Regions from separate parts of the Sus scrofa genome. Here region 2 is linked to region 1. A link is a contact called in public promoter capture Hi-C data. All regions are on one chromosome and are shown on one strand. The core of a region is the stretch at or near the end of the contact, and the rest is flanking DNA. Distances in the headings are between cores, read along the strand shown. Region 1 overlaps IFT122 (intraflagellar transport protein 122 homolog). Region 2 holds the start of PLXND1 (plexin-D1).

What was found. Promoter capture Hi-C pulls out the DNA fragments that hold promoters and counts their contacts.
Region 2: a contact with region 1 is called in a promoter capture Hi-C map of liver, with 8 times the contacts expected there. The contact joins the promoter of PLXND1 here to the enhancer-like site in region 1. A contact is called at or near these places in 4 of 5 promoter capture datasets (fetal liver, fetal skeletal muscle and liver), 14 of 47 Hi-C or Micro-C datasets (adipose tissue, blood, embryonic fibroblasts and 7 more) and 2 of 2 datasets of contacts at active chromatin or transcription factors (alveolar macrophages and skeletal muscle).

The regions. Positions count from the first base shown.
Region 1 is chr13:68,880,052-68,887,681 of Sscrofa11.1, reverse strand. It overlaps IFT122 (intraflagellar transport protein 122 homolog), which reads right to left. Exons shown (of 30, transcript XM_021069363.1): 17 at 6,773-6,934; 18 at 2,633-2,799; 19 at 1-43. Among named protein-coding and RNA genes, the nearest start is that of RHO, 25 kb to the left of the region's middle. Within about 2 kb of position 2,956, at least 9 of the 83 cell types and tissues checked have an H3K27ac peak or open chromatin away from gene starts, as enhancers often do. A contact at or near this core is called in adipose tissue, liver, skeletal muscle and 1 more, where this site is marked.
Region 2 is chr13:68,992,606-69,000,235 of Sscrofa11.1, reverse strand. PLXND1 (plexin-D1) reads left to right here and starts at 3,611. Exons shown (of 35, transcript XM_021069364.1): 1 at 3,611-4,980. The coding sequence starts at 3,667.

The DNA.
Region 1 (7,630 bases), core at 1,707-4,206:
CTCCCGCTCCGCCTTGTCCAGCTTCCGGGCAATGTCGATGAGCCTGCAGTGGCGAGAACGTGGGAGGAGATGAGCTCCTAGAAGGGGTGCAGGGGACATCTGGGTCTTCCTAAGAGCAGGCTAGGTGTCGATTTCTGCTGGTGGCCCCAGGGCATGGCACAGTGCCATGGCTCTTGATGCTCGATAGGAGGTTTTGAGTGAACACATAATCCAGAAATGCTGCCTGTGAAGGATACCATCTCCTGCTCTCATGCCTTTCACAGGAATCACGAACCTATCCAGCAAGATCTGGGGCTAGAAATAAACATCTGCCGATCAGCTAAAGGCCTTAAGCTGAGCACCATGAGTCTTCACCTGTGTGATCTCACTGACCCTTCACCACTTTTAGGAGTGGAGCTAGCATTCCCAGTTTACAGAAGAGAAAACCAAGGCTAGAGTGAGAGGGTAGTGGCCCACCCAAGACTGTGTGGCCAGCAAGTAGCACACAGCCCTTTCCACCACCATTTCAGGAATTCTTATAGGAAAGCACAGGCAGAGGTGTATAAAGCCTTCAGTGACAGCACCTCCACAGGAAGAGGCATGTGCGGGTTCTGCTCTGAGCTCTGGAGGAAAGGTGCTGACCATGGGTGAGGGGCCATAGGGACCACGGGTTCACCTCTTCTCCCCAGTGGGCACCAGCTCCTCCACAGCTCATGGGGACATGGGGGCTGGATGGAAAGTGCTTATTTCCTCTGGTCAGACCAGGCTGGAGCAAAACCAGCTCTCCCAGGGGAAGGGGGTTCTACCCAGCTTGCTCTTTGTGAGAAAAGAAGGGGAAGCAGCTGTAACAGATCCCCGTCTCAGAGACAGGCAGGCTCAGGGAGGCCTGTCAATCTGTACTTAGAATAATAATGGCGGCTAAAAATAACACTTTTCGGCAGAGAAAGGACACATTTTTAGGGAAAGGTGGCACAGGAACCCTTAGAACCCCCCCAGCCCCACCCATTAAACCACATGTCTCTGGAGGAAAGGCACCTTTTCCATCCAGACCTGGAAAAAGGATAGAACATGCTTAAAGTCTCTTTTCTGAACTAGTTAAGTGTCCCCAGGGTAACCAGATACATATCAGCTACAAATGGAAGTGATGTGAAAAACTAGAGGGTTGAACAGGGGCCCTAAATCTGCCTGGTTTTCTCCCATAGCACCCCTTCCACAAAAGCAATAATTTGCAAGGGCAAAATCTGCACCTTTATCTTCAAGAAACGTTATTTTTGGACAAGAGACAGATGGGGTAGTAGGTCCCTTTGTGAGGGGTCACACCAAGCACAAGGTGGGGTTCAGGGCGATGTAGTCCTCAACTAGCCCCCTCCCTCCTGAATCCTGAGCTGTAACCACCTGGGGACAACAGTGTGGTTTCCACAACAACCAGCAACCTTCAGGACTCAGACTGAGCCAAGCTCAAGGGCCGCTCCCTTACCTCTTCTTTGCAGCCGTGGCAGCTGGCACTGTGCACACACACGCACATGCATACACAGGTGAACACGAAGCCCACTCTCCCTGACAGTGGGAGGGGAAAGCCCTCCCTCTAGAAGGTCTGATGCTCTGAGAGTCCTAAGTTGGAATCCACCTCTGTCCCATAGCCCCGCCCCAGTGCTGTTTTCTGTCTCAGCGAGTGGCATCACCAGCCAACAGGCCCAGAGCTCAGAATCAGCTGCCAGTGCTGCCCTGAGAGCCCCCACCCCCCACATCAGGTCCCATCAGTCCAGCTCCCCCACGTCCCTCCTGTTCCCTCAGCTGTCCCACTAACCCCTGGTCCTCTGCACTGGTCTCCCTCCTCGAGTTTTCCCTCCCTTCTACCTGCTACCGGAATGGGCTTCCGACAGCACGGCCCCAACCAGGGGTCCCCACCCCCAAATGACAAATCTAAGTGCCTCCACTTGGCACCCAAGAGCCCCTGGTGCCCTGTGAGGCCAGCCCGGATGCCCCTGCCCACAGTCAGCATCCTCTACCTGCCCTCTTCTGGACCCCTTACCCAAATTTGGCCAACTTGTGCTATTTCTTCTGCACATCCTTCCCTTCCCACCATCTCTACCTCCTGAAATCCGTCCAAGGCGCTTCACGCAAAAACCACTTCCCAGGAGAAGACGCCCGAGGTTCCTCCCTTGAGAATGGCTATGCCCCTCCCTGGCATGCTTAGGACTTTTCTTGCTCTTTGCAAGTCCTACCATTATACAGGTCATAGGCACTGAGATCAGTCTGGAGCTCTGCTCCACCAACTCCCTGCTGTCTAGCCTTGTGTGATCACTCAGTCCTTGAGCCGCGGTTTCCTCATTGCAAGGTGGGCATGAAAACACCAAGGCTGAGGGTGTGAGAGGGGAACCAAGGTGCTCATGAGGAGGATTCAGGGAATGGCAGCCCCAGGCCTGGGGTGCTCGCCCACCCCTCCCTGCCACCCTTTCCCCCAGAGCCTCGCTGAGCTTCTCAAAGGCAGCGACTGCCTCATTCAATCTCTGTGTCTCCCCAAAGCTGATCACTATCAACTTTGGATTAGATATTTAGAGAAACACTACTTTTTCCCTTGTCAGGCAAAACCAAGAGCTGATGTGACATGACATGCTGCCAAATGTTCTCGGGGAAGGGACTGAAAACCTACGTATCCACCCAGCCATGGTCACCGCTGATCTCTATGGCCTTGCTGTGCTCGCCTGCTGAGATGTACATCTCCACAGCAGCTTTGGGCTCATTGATATTTCTGGCCCAGTCGGCCTGTTTGGTGATCAGCATCCTTGTTTCTTTGGGGTCTCCAGATCCAAGGAAATCCTGAGGAAGCACAACAAACAAAAACACTCCAGATTAGAACTTCCTGCTCCAGCATGACGTCAGGCTGCTGAATGCTGGAGCAAGGAAGGGACCGTTTGGCTGCAGCAGGCAGTCAGGATATAGGCATGAGCTGGTCCCGTGGGGCAGACAGGAGGGAGGTCCAGGTGCCAAGGGAGGAGGCGCCCAGGCCGCCTCACAGGTGCTCCTGGGGGCACTCAGACAGTGTCAAGGACTATGGCCCTCAATGTTTCCTGCCCTTCCCACTAATGGACATTTGTGCCTCAGCTAAACAACACTTTCCAGACTTTTTGGAGTACTGTACAGAAAGTCCACAGTATGGAAGGTTTATGATCAGGGTACTTGTTTCTGCCTCATACAGAGTCTGATGTATATATGACTATTCCCATATATTGACTTTACCCAATCTTGAATACTCAGACCTAAAATCTTTATTCAGAAAGCAAGGATGACACCACATGCTTCTGAGTGAGGCTGAGTATGAGGTCCCCCAATCTTATACAGATAAAATGGTTTACAGTCTAGAAGAGTCCTCAGCCGCCACCACACTGCAAGTATTACTGGTTCTGCTTTCTGACTCTGTTCACATTCTGCTGCTTGAACTTAGGGCCATGTCCCCTTGGCTTTGCCCAGGGCCAATAAGGAGCACAGGTGGTTTTGATTAATTACTTCTCAACCAGATAGTATCAGACCCTGTCCTGAGGTCAGGTCTGCAGGAGGCATGCAGGAGCTCAGGCAGGGGAAGGGATGTGGAGAGGGGGTGTGGAGGAAAAGAAGCCTGTGGATCTGGAGGCTCAGGGGTCAGGCCATAGGCACAAGAGGGCATCTGAAGGGCCCTGGCTGCTTCTCTGAAGTAGCCCTAGAATGCATCAGAAATCACTTCCAAAAATCACCTCTTTTCAGGCAGGATACAGTTACCCACAATCTTTGTGTGGGGGGTCACCATAGTTGAGGCAGCTTTGGTGCTGACAATTTTTAAGGTGGGGCTTTTCAAAAGGGAAACTGGAGGTGCTTAGAGACCAGCTCTGCATTCCTCCTAAGAAGTGGTTTGTCTCAGAATAATGTATCCTGTAGAGGCTGCACCATGTCGAGCTCAGAAAGCACAAAAAAGCACTCCTTTCCCCGTGATGAGCACTTGCTTGTCAGAAAAGCAGTCAATGTATGCTAAAAACCCACTTGAACAATTATCTCTCTCTTTTTCCATTTGCTTTCAGGGTAATTGTGCAGCTCCTAAAGTAACATATTAGATTGGCCTAAGACAACCAATTCTTTCCAGGGGTGGAAGGTGCATCAAGACCCTGATGATGAGAGTCCAATAAAAGGCAGGCCCACCTTGCTGGCCTGTGGGCTCTGCAGAGCACACACACGGGAGAGCAAGGGCTTGGAAGGCAGCTGCTGACCATCTAGAGATGGCTGGTTTAGGCCATTACAGACATAGCCTTTACTCTTGGGAGCTGCAGAGTGTACTCTTTATTCCAACAAGAAACCAGAGGCCCTGCTAACCTGGTTGGTTAAGTGAGGAGCACAGAACCACCTGTGCTCCTTAGCGGCAGGGCAGCTGGAGAAGACAGACATCACAGTGAGTGCTCAGTGGACCCGGGGTGCCTGTGGTGAGAAAGGTCAAGGGTCCTTGGTAAGGAGATCAGCCAGGCACAGAGCCCACAGGCTTAAGCTTCCTCCAGCCCCAGAGCTCTAGCCTAATTGAAGCAGAGTCTAAATGGTCCTTCAAGGCTCAACAAACTGGGTTTCCAAAGGTTCTTTGGTTCCATGAAGCTAATTTATACGTTATCTGGGGCCAGGGCAAAGACTCTGTCCTGGAGTGGACAGAAAGAGGCCGTGCCGAGTGATGAATGAGACTAAACAATGTTCTCATGCTTGGTGATTTTGATAAGGACATACTACATAAGAGTTAAGAGCATTATAATTCCCTTTATCACCATATAAACATGTCACTTATCCGGAAAGCGTACAATTTATTTGTACGTGGGAATGTAATTTAAAAATTTTCCGAAAACCAGATTGAATCTTGGGAAGCAATTTTCAAGTAAACAAAAACATGCCATGTTAATAAGCACTGTATCTCCCCACCCCCAGCCCCACCATAATGTGTATGTACACATTTTCTCAAACTCAGACTATGAGGGGATTGAAACAGAACCAACCTACTTGGAATTGTGATCAAACACTGAAACCAAAAACACCCCCAGCGTGTTTACCTCCATGGAGAGGCAGACCAGATAGACTGTGTAAATGGGGTGCCTTCCTGGGTGGGGCTGCAGGTGCACGAAGCCCACCGGAGGTGCCAGGCGGGCCGCCCAGGGAGGTCTGAAGGACCGCCATGCCTGGCCCCACTCATTCTCCTGTCCATTCTACTGCGCAGCCTTTGTAAAGGGCTTCTTCCTTCAGTACTTTGTGCAATTCTCAGAACTAAGCTGAGCTGGGCTAGGTTACCCTCTGAGAAGGAAATGGAGGCTCAGCAAAGTGAAGAGCCTTTTTCCCCAGGTCACCCACAGGGTGGCCAGGACTCGCGCCCACTCTCTGGACAGTACCGCAGAGTGCTATCTCCTGTGCCACAGCTGCCCACTGGGACTTCTCAGAGGTTCCAGGAGCTGTTAGTCCTGAAGAACAACCACAACCAGCTATTCCAAATGCCTAAATCCTACCCCCAGGGATTCAATCCTTTAGTTCAAGCTTTCGTCCTTGGTTTTAATGCTGTTTTTAAGGTATTCTCCATGTGAACACATTGCTACATTGGTGGGCAGGTAACAAAAACTGAAGAGGGCAAAAGGGGGACACCCAAAGTCCCTGGATCTGAGGGATGGAGTCAAGGAACAGATGGGGGGGGCAGGGGCTTAGCCAGGCACAGGTGACCAGCCTGGGCCACATCTTAGCGACCCAGGACCTCAGAGATGGTAGAAGATAAAAGAGCACAGCCATCTTTAGGAAGAGAAAAGTAGAAAAAAGCGGGGAGGATTTCCCATCCTGAGCTTGTGAGCTAGTTCATTACCATTAACAGCCTCTAACTGGTTGAGGTTGATGACTCACTTCACATTCTCAAGCCTCTGGGAGGCAGGTCAACAAAGGCACCACCTGGAAGGAAGAACCTGGCCACCCCACGTGCCCACTCCGCTTCTCACCTTGTGCTGGGCTACACTGCTGGGACATGTGTCCCGATGGTCTGGGCTCCTCAGGGAGGCTCATTCTCACACAAGCCATCGGGAGCTGCTCCTCCAGGAAGACCTCCTTCATGTACATTTTTTATTTTTTACTTGGCTATACCTGTGGCATGCAGAAGTTCCTGGGCTGGGGATCAAACCCGTGCCACAGCAGCAACCTGAGCCACAGCAGAGACAATGCTGATCCTTAACCCACTGCGCCACCAGGGGACTCCTCCCTCACATACCTTTAAAGGCCCAGACCTGTTGGAGACTAACTTTAACAGGGGCCCCCTAACACAGAGGCCATCTCCTCACTGCCCATGCAGCAATGGGGCACACCACGCTCACACTGGAAGGCAGGGACCGTCACAGCACAAAGCCCAGTGCCAGCCAGAGCAAGAGCTCAGGAAGCTGGCTGCAGGGAACCCGGTGCCCTGTATGATGACAGCAGAACCATGAGCGCACAGGCTCTTGGTGGCCTATAACGAGGCTCTGAGAGAATTTGTGGGAGACATCCCTGAAGCCCTGAACCCCAAACCTTTAACAAAGGGACTACACTGGCTAGGACTCACAGCCTATCCAGCTCTGTCACTAAGGTCTGAACCGTCATACCCTGTCCCTTTTGGTGTCAGCCTTAAAGGTCAATATTAGGTCAGCTCTAATCAGTGGCTGCCATTGGGTCCTCGGTCTACCAATGTGCCCACACCCTTTCCGAGGCCACGGGCATCATCCCTCCGTACCACCTCTGGGCATAGATGGCGGGACGGCGCAGCAGTGACGGGCTGTGGCTGGGTTACCTTGGCATACTCAAACATGCGCAGGTCCGTGTACATGTCGAGTGCGAGGCTCTCATGCCCGCTCCTCTTATACAGTTTGGCGGCCTCGTGGAACTTCCCCTGGTAGGAAAACACATCTGCCAGAAACAGGTCATTGTTGGTCTCTCCCCGCTTCTTCCTCTCCTGGAAAAATTAGAAGCACAGGAAATGGCCTCTGCAGCCGTGACAGGAAGCAGCCTTTACAAAGGTTAGGTGTTGCTATTTCCAGTGAAGCCCCTGGGCCTTCCTACTGGAACCTAAGCCTGGCTCCTGGGCTGTTGTGTCTCTCACCTGGGTTTCTGGTGGGAACGCTTAACAACAAAAGCAGATTTTTTTTTTTTTTTCCAGATGAGTGAAGATCAAAAGAGATGCAAACTTTGTTTAATGGAAATTCCTTATGGCTGCTTCCGTGTACGCTCTTCCAAGGAAACAACTGCAGAGTGAGGATGCTGCATGCTGCCCGCTCGGAGGTGCTCCGAGCTCCCCCCAGCTCCCAAGACCCCTGGTTTGGCCGAGTTGTGACTCTTAACAGTGGACAAGTAGAGCGTTCAGGGTTTCTTCCCAAGAAAAAGACCAACAAAAGGTAAGGAGTCTCACTATTTCCCTTTCACTACAGAGAAGGCGAGAGATGCCATGTGCTGAGCACCCACTAGGCACCAGGTAGTCCTCCCCCAGTGTCACACCGAGGGGAGGCTGGGATGCAGAAGAGGGCAGGTGACAATCACACAGAGCTGGCATTTGGTTCGTCTGACTCCAAATGTTCTTTGTTACACATTAATACTGCCTTCAGAAACTATTGGCAGTCCCCAGCACCCATGTACGCATTCACTCACATGCATA
Region 2 (7,630 bases), core at 2,362-4,861, 110 kb before region 1:
CCACCATGTCCTCAGCTACAAAGGCACTGGATTAGATTAACGTTTCCAAATTTTCAGGCATTTTGTACCACCTGCCTTATGGCCTACTCCATATTTGTCTTTAAATTAACTCAGGTTTTAAAAACTTTGATAAGTGCATTTATCAAGCAAGCTTTATATCATTATTGTGCTTGGAAAGCCAGTCTCACTTGCCAAAACCAGAAAAATAACTGTAAATATTATCAAGAAAACAAGGATCTATAAGTAAATTCTAGAATGCTGAGCCTGAGATGGTCTATTAAAAATGGACAATGACAAATGTTAGAGAGGCCTTAAAGACACACTAGCGCCAAACAAAGACCTTCTCCTTGATATAATCAGAAGAGCAAAGACTGAAAAGGGCCTGAATCAGAGGGTGAACCAGGGTTAGCTGGCAGTCACGCAGGGGTTGGTTAACCTGGGTTAGTCGATTCAAAGTGAGTTGATGTGCCGTGCCACCTCCCCCGCCTTCCTGGGTGCCATCCACCTCCCCCTGGTTCCCTCTGAATCCCTTCTGTTAGGACACCCCACTGCCTCTTAGCAAGGTTGGGGGAGATGTGTGTTCTTTCCTTCATTCATTCCTTCCTTCATTCACTCAGCCCACAGTTATCAGCACTCTCTGCCTGGCCAGGGGTACAGTATGGCCACCACCATGACCCATCCTGGCCTGGGGGATCTCCCAACTAATGGGCAGAGGGGAGCAAGCATAGGATCTGAAGATAGATCCAGGTTCAAATCCTCACCTTGGTAATGCCCCTGGGTTTCTCCACCTGTGAAACGGGTTCAGTGACCCTTGCCTGCCTTGTCAGCTGGCTGTGATGCTGGCGTGAAATTGTGCAGGGCAGTGCTCAGCCTAGTAGTTTGCCCTGGGTAGACGGTGGCTCTGCCAGTTGCCATGGGCCCTAATGGGCCCTGGCTCAGTGTAAGGGGAAAAGCATTTGCCCAGCACTGTGCTTTCTGCTATGTTCCATGCTTCACATCAACCTCTCAGGGCCTGGTGTGCTACCATGATTGTTTTCATTTTACAGACAAGGAAACTGAGGCTCAGAAAGGGCAAGTGTCTAGCCATAGGCTACACAGCACTTCCGCCTCCAGCTTACACAGGGACACTTGGATCCTGCTCTGCCTTCTGCAGCTAACGTGGTCCTGCATACCCCCAGCTCCAGGCGGCTCTGAGTCCCTGTGCTCAGCTTGGCAGGTAGTTTGTGTCCAACGTGCCCGGAACTGGAACCATTTGCTGTGTGCCAGACTGAGCCTCGACCACACAGAGCATTATCCTCAAGGCTCAGTGGGGGGAGCTGCAGGATGCGGCTAGAGGAGCCCGGGAGACAGGAAGGAAGCTGGGAGGGAGAGAGGGGGAGACAGGGAGGGAGACAGAGGCAGAGACGCTGAGAGAGAGACACACACACAAAGAGACAGACAGAGTGAAAGGGTGGGGGAGAGACTGGGAGAGAGAGACAAAGAGAGAAACCAGGAGGAGCAAGAAGACAGACAAAACCAGAGATGGGGTGGGGAAGGCTGGAGAAAGATGAGAAAAAGATGGAGAAGGAGATAGAGGGATGCTGGGGAGAGCTCCAGGGAGGGTGGGGCGAGGGGCATTGAGGCAGCTGCCTGCGTTCCTGAGGGGCTCCTGGTCCCAATCCACGGGTGGCACATGAGTGCGCTTCACCCAGAGGTGGAGGTGGGGGCATTAGTTCCATTGAGCTGTCCCCTGAGTGGCCTTGGGCCTCAGGGGTGGGGGATGGGGCCCCAGAAGCAGAACCTCTGATTTCCCGTGTTAAATACTCCTGGCTAGCAAAGCAGTGGCCAGACCGACAGAGGGGTTGGAAAAAGGCAGGCGTGATGGGCAGATGCTGATGGCAGGAAGGCAAAGGTGTTGGGGAAGTGGGGGCCAGCTCTAGGCCTGGGCTTCCCTGCCTACCCCCCGGGGCCCAGAGAAACCCCCTGTCTTCCTTCCTGGCCAGGTGAGGGAGGCCGTGCCACCCTCAGAGCCGGGACCACAGGTACCATGTGCACCCACCATGTGGGAGTCCCCCATTTTGAGAGCCTGGAGCTGGCCTGGGGCCGGAGGAAAGTTGAGGGGGGTGGATGTTTGGAGCTGGCTGACTTGGGCTTTCAAAGGTCATAGTTCTGCTCCTTAAGCGCTGTGCCTCTTGGGCCAGTCCCTTCACCTCTGGGGCCTCAGGCTCTGCATCTATAAGGTGGGACTATAATAGTACCAGCCTCAGAAGGTGGCTGTGTGGGTGAAGGGCTTGGCAGAGTGCCTGGCAGGGGGCGAACTGCACCTTGGCACCCACTGTGGCCAAGGCCATGCATACTCCTGATGCAGGCTCTATGGCCCTGTAGTCATCACTGCCTGCCTGGGCCCCAAGTGCTCACCTGCTCCTCCCAGGTGAAAGGAGAAGTAGGCCCAGTGCCAGCTCACCTGTGGCTGATCTTCCACTAAATCTGGGAGGATTTTAGATCCTTCCAGAGTCCCAAATAAAGTGAGTGGGAGGGCAGCTTGGTCTCCAGAGGAGGCAACTGTGGGCGTCCTAGGGCCATCATCCTCCAGGACTGACATCTTACTCTGGGTGGCCCCCCGGTTGGCACAGGCCTGAAACAGTTCCTCTCCACGTTCCCTGTTTCATGTCTGACCCTGGAGCTCTGGTCCCTTTGTCCCTGTCACCTGTCCAACCTCTTTTGGGGCTGGGGTTTGAAGGACAGATCATGGGATTGAATGGGGTGGTGCCCCCTCCCCAGCTGCCCCTGGGGGTGCCTGTGAAAGGGAGTGGAGAGTGAGGAGAGAGAGGGGGAGGGCGCCAGAGAGGAGGGTGGACAGAGCGGGTAGAGGGATGGAGAGAAAGAGAGGGAGGGAGACAGAGACTGGCCGAGGGGACCGGGGTAGGGGAGGTGGGAGGAGAACCAGGCACAGAAAAACGGAGAGAAGGGAGAGAGGATACAGGGGAGAAAGTGGGGGTGGGGGCGACGTAACACGGAGAGCGAAAGACAAGCAGAGACTGAGACAAGGAGCGACAACACGCAAGGAGTCGGGGGGGTGGGGGTGGAGGGGGAGCACAGAGACAGGGAGACACTGAGAGACAGACATCGAGAAGGGAAGAGAGACAGAGACGGCAGAAAAAAGGAAGGAAAAAATAAAACAAGCCCGAGAGACAGGCCAAACAGCCAAGAGGGAGAAGGAACTAAAGCAACCAGCGACGGAGGCGGAGGCAGCACCGGGAAGGGAGCCCTGGGCCGCGGTCGCCGCGCGGGAAGGTCCTGGAGGGCACGGGGCGGCGGGACACACCGACAGCCGAGCGGGGGCCCGGCAGCCGGAGGGCAGGGTGGCAGCCGGGGGCTGAGGCCCGGGACGCCAGGGGAGGTGGGCCCCGGGCGGGAGGGGGCCCAGGAGGCGGGGCGCGGCCGGGCGGGGCGCGGCGGGGGCGGGGCGCGAGGGCGTGTCCGCAGCGGAGCCGCCCCCGTCCCGCCCCCGGGTTGCGCTGAGCTGCTGAGCCCGGCCGGGGCGCCGGGGCCGGGGGCGGCTGGCGCGGGCAGGAAGCGCCTCGCGGCCCGGGCCCGCCCCCCGCCTCCTGCCGCCTCCGGACTCCCGGCTCCCGGCCGCGCCGCGCCCCATGCACTCGCCGCGCCGCGCAGCCCGCGCACGCCCGGATGGCTCGTCGCGCCGCGGGCGGCGCACCCCTTAGCGCCCGGGCCGCCGCGGCCAGCCCCCTGCCGCGGCGCCCGCCATTCCCGGCCCCGTCGTGTCCGCTTCTGCTTCTGCTGTTCCTGGGGGCGGCGCGGATCGACGCTCTGGAGATCCAGCGCCGGTTCCCCTCGCCCACGCCCACCAACAACTTCGCCCTGGACGGCGCGGCGGGGACGGTGTACCTGGCGGCCGTCAACCGCCTCTACCAGCTGTCGGGCGCTAACCTGAGCCTGGAGGCCGAGGCGGCCGTGGGCCCAGTGGCGGACAGCCCGTTGTGTCACGCCCCGCAGCTGCCTCAGGCCTCGTGCGAGCACCCGCGGCGCCTCACTGACAACTACAACAAAATCCTGCAGCTGGACCCGGGCCAGGGCCTGGTGGTCGTGTGCGGTTCCATCTACCAGGGCTTCTGCCAGCTGCGGCGGCGGGGCAACATCTCGGCGGTGGCGGTGCACTTCCCGCCCGCCGCGCCGCCCGCCCAGCCCGTCACGGTGTTCCCCAGCATGCTGAACGTGGCGGCCAACCACCCAAACGCGTCCACCGTGGGGCTGGTCCTGCCGCCGGCCGCCGGCACCGGGGGCAGTCGCCTGCTCGTGGGCGCCACGTACACGGGCTACGGCAGCGCCTTCTTCCCGCGCAACTCCAGCCTGGAGGACCACCGCTTCGAGAACACGCCCGAAATCTCCATCCGCTCCCTGGATGCGCGCGGCGACCTAGCCAAGCTCTTCACTTTCGACCTCAATCCCTCCGACGACAACATTCTCAAGATCAAGCAGAGCGCCAAGGAGCAGCACAAGCTGGGCTTCGTGCGCGCCTTCCTGCATCCTCCGGACCCGCAGCCGGGAGCCCAGACCTACGCGTATCTGGCGCTCAACAGCGAGGCGCGCGCGGGCGACAAGGAGAGCCAGGCGCGGAGCCTGCTGGCGCGCATCTGCCTGCCCCGCGGCGCCGGCGGCGACGCCAAGAAGCTCACTGAGTCCTACATCCAGCTAGGCTTGCAGTGCGCGGGCGGCGCGGGCCGCGGCGATCTCTACAGCCGCCTGGTATCGGTCTTTCCCGCGCGAGAGAGGCTCTTTGCGGTCTTCGAGCGGCCGCAGGGAGCCCTGGCGGCCCGTACAGCTCCTGCGGCGCTCTGTGCCTTCCGCTTCGCCGACGTGCAAGCCGCAATCCGCGCCGCACGCAACGCCTGCTTCGTGGACCCCGCACCCGACGTGGTGGCGGTGCTCGACAGCGTGGTGCAGGGCACCGGGCCAGCCTGTGAGCGCAAGCTCAACATCCAGGTACGCCCGGGCCGCCGGGGTGCGAGGGTGCGAGGGACCATCGAGGGAGAGCGTACAGTAACTGGGCAAGTTGTGTAACTGGGCAAGGTGTGACCGTGATGCAACCCAGATATGCGTGTACGGGGACCCGAGTGTGTACTCTGGGCCACAAATGCATTTGCGGGGACCCAGGTATACTCGACAGGATATAGGCGGGGATGCAGGTGTTAGCCGAAGTGGTGGGGGGACTTAGTGTGAATATGGCTCAGGTGTGAGCATGGGGCACTTAAGTTGCCTGCTGAATTACAGGTACGCATATCTAGGTGTGTGGGAGTGGTCTTGGTCTCCAGGTGGGCGCTGGAGAGAGAGCCAACTGTGCGCAGCCCGCTGGTGGTCACAGGTGTTTCAGGGCTGAAGCTGAAGGCACAGCAAGTGAGTGCAGTGTCTGATCAAATATGTGTTCTGGGCCAGCTCTGTGAGCCCATCAGGGCTGCCTTTGGGAGTTGGCAGATGTGTGCACGGGTGTGGCAGGTGTGCAGGGAGGCAGGCAGGTGTGGAGCATGGCCCTGCAGTTGCAAGGTACGTGCAGCAGGGACACTGGTGCAACAGGGTGGGCCTAGGTGCACAGTGGGATATGTGGCAAGGGACACAGGCATTTGGGAACCAATAGGCACTCTTCAGGGGGCCACTGGTTGGCAAAGAGGTGTGTTCCTGAGGCCAACTTTTATTCACTCATTCAACACAATTTACTGAGTGTTACACTTGCACCAGGCATGGGGGCTAGTGGGGAAGGCAGGAGCAGTTGTGGGATACATACCCCATGGCCTAACTCTAGGTTTTTAACAGTAACATGAAGATATACTTTGTTCTCATCCCCATTTTACAGATAAAAAAACTGAGGCACAGAGTTTAAGGAACTTGTTCAAGATCACACAGCTAGGAAGCAGCAGAGGCAGGATTTGAATCTGGGCTGTCTGGCCCCAGCATCTGTGTTCTTAATGCTGCCCAGCCCTTGCTGCCTCACAGCTCAGGGTGTGTGTTAGAGGAGTCCCAGTGGCTGGGTCAAAAGGTGCTGGCCTCGGGAGAGTGGAGAGAGGTGAGCAGACTGCATGCAGCACCGGAGTGCGGGAGGGGACAGGGAGGACCAGTGGTAGGACCACAGCAGCTGGGGCTTGGGCTGGGCTGGGCAGTGACTAGTGAGCCAGGTTGGGGGATTGATGTCTCTTGGGGGGACATGACACAGGGGCCCAGTACAAGGGGGAACTTTGTGTGGTTCCACTCAAGGAAGCCCATCAAGGAGGGGTCACTTCTTCAGGGGGTCCTGGGAGGTGTCCCTGTGCCTTTTCCGCACTGAGTCTGTGAGGAGACCTGGCCACTCCCGGGGGAAGCCTTAACTTCTCAAAACGCAGAACTCAGCCTTCTCCTCCTTGGGGCCAGGCCCCCTGTAGCCCTGCCCCATCCCTTCTCCGTGATCCTCAGGCCCTGGCAAGCTCATGAGGTTAATTATTCCCCTGTGGGTGTGCCCAACACTGGGGCTTTGAGAAAACGCAGATTCCTTTGCTTGCAGCTGGGTCCCCATGCTGCCCACCGCCCGGCTGGCCGGCTGCCCTGATGGTAAAGGTCACAGTGGGTGAGCAGGCAGACGGGCCCAGGAGCCTCTGCCAACCGCAGGGGCCGGCCTGGTTGGGGTGGCCCCCAGCACTGTGGTTAGGACATCACAGCCTGAGGGCACAGGCTTTGTTTCTGGGGTCTGAGAGCCTGGGGAGGTGAGTGGGGCTCAGTCCCTGCTCCCAGAGGGAAAAGCCTGTGGGAAGGGCCGTCCTGGCCCTTTCCAGGCTGCCTATCCCTCCAGGCTGCGGTGTGGGATTCCTCAGGCCCCACAGCCCCCCCACTCCCCCTCTGGCAGGAACCAGCCTGGTTCCCACGGTCCCTCGTCCTCAGCCTGGCCTGGTACAGTGACTCATTCTGCTGAAGCGGGCTGGGGCCTCCCTTTCCTTAGGGGGCAGGGCCTCTCCAGGGACAGCCCTAGGGACAGAATAGCCAAGGGCCTCCTCCCCACCCCAAGGTGGAGTAGGTTCCTGGCCCTCCTTGACCTCTTTGCCTTGTCCTCCTCACCCCACTCCCCTTCCCCATGCACAGGCCAGTGCTCCTGGCCAGTGTCTTCCAGATGTGTCCAAGGCCCCAGGATCTCAGCCTCTAGCCTTGGACGGGGATGGGAGGGGGGTAGTTATACTTGCTCCAGGTTCCCCAGTTATAGGCTAAGAACTTGGACTTTGTACCCTGGGTTAAATCCTACTCCTTCACTTCCCAGCTGTGTGACCCTGACAAGTGACTTAACCTCTCTGAGCCTCAGTTTCCTTATCTGTAAAGTGGGGGCAATAAAATCTCTAAGGATTAATAAGGACTCGCTGAGTTAACTAATGTAAAGCACTTCATACCTGGCCATAGTGAGCACCTGGTGGTTGTCTGCTATTCTCGTTATTAGCCAAGGTCTGGGCCTGGTCCTGGACAGCAAACCTTGACCTGTTTTGGCTTGTTCTACAACAGTAAAGAGCCCATCTCTAGTGCCAGATGGATGCCTCAATCAACATTTCCTAAGCCCCTCCTGTGTACCTAGCCCTCTGCTGTGCGTTGGGGACCTGTGGTCACTCCCTTGCTTTCTGCTGTCATG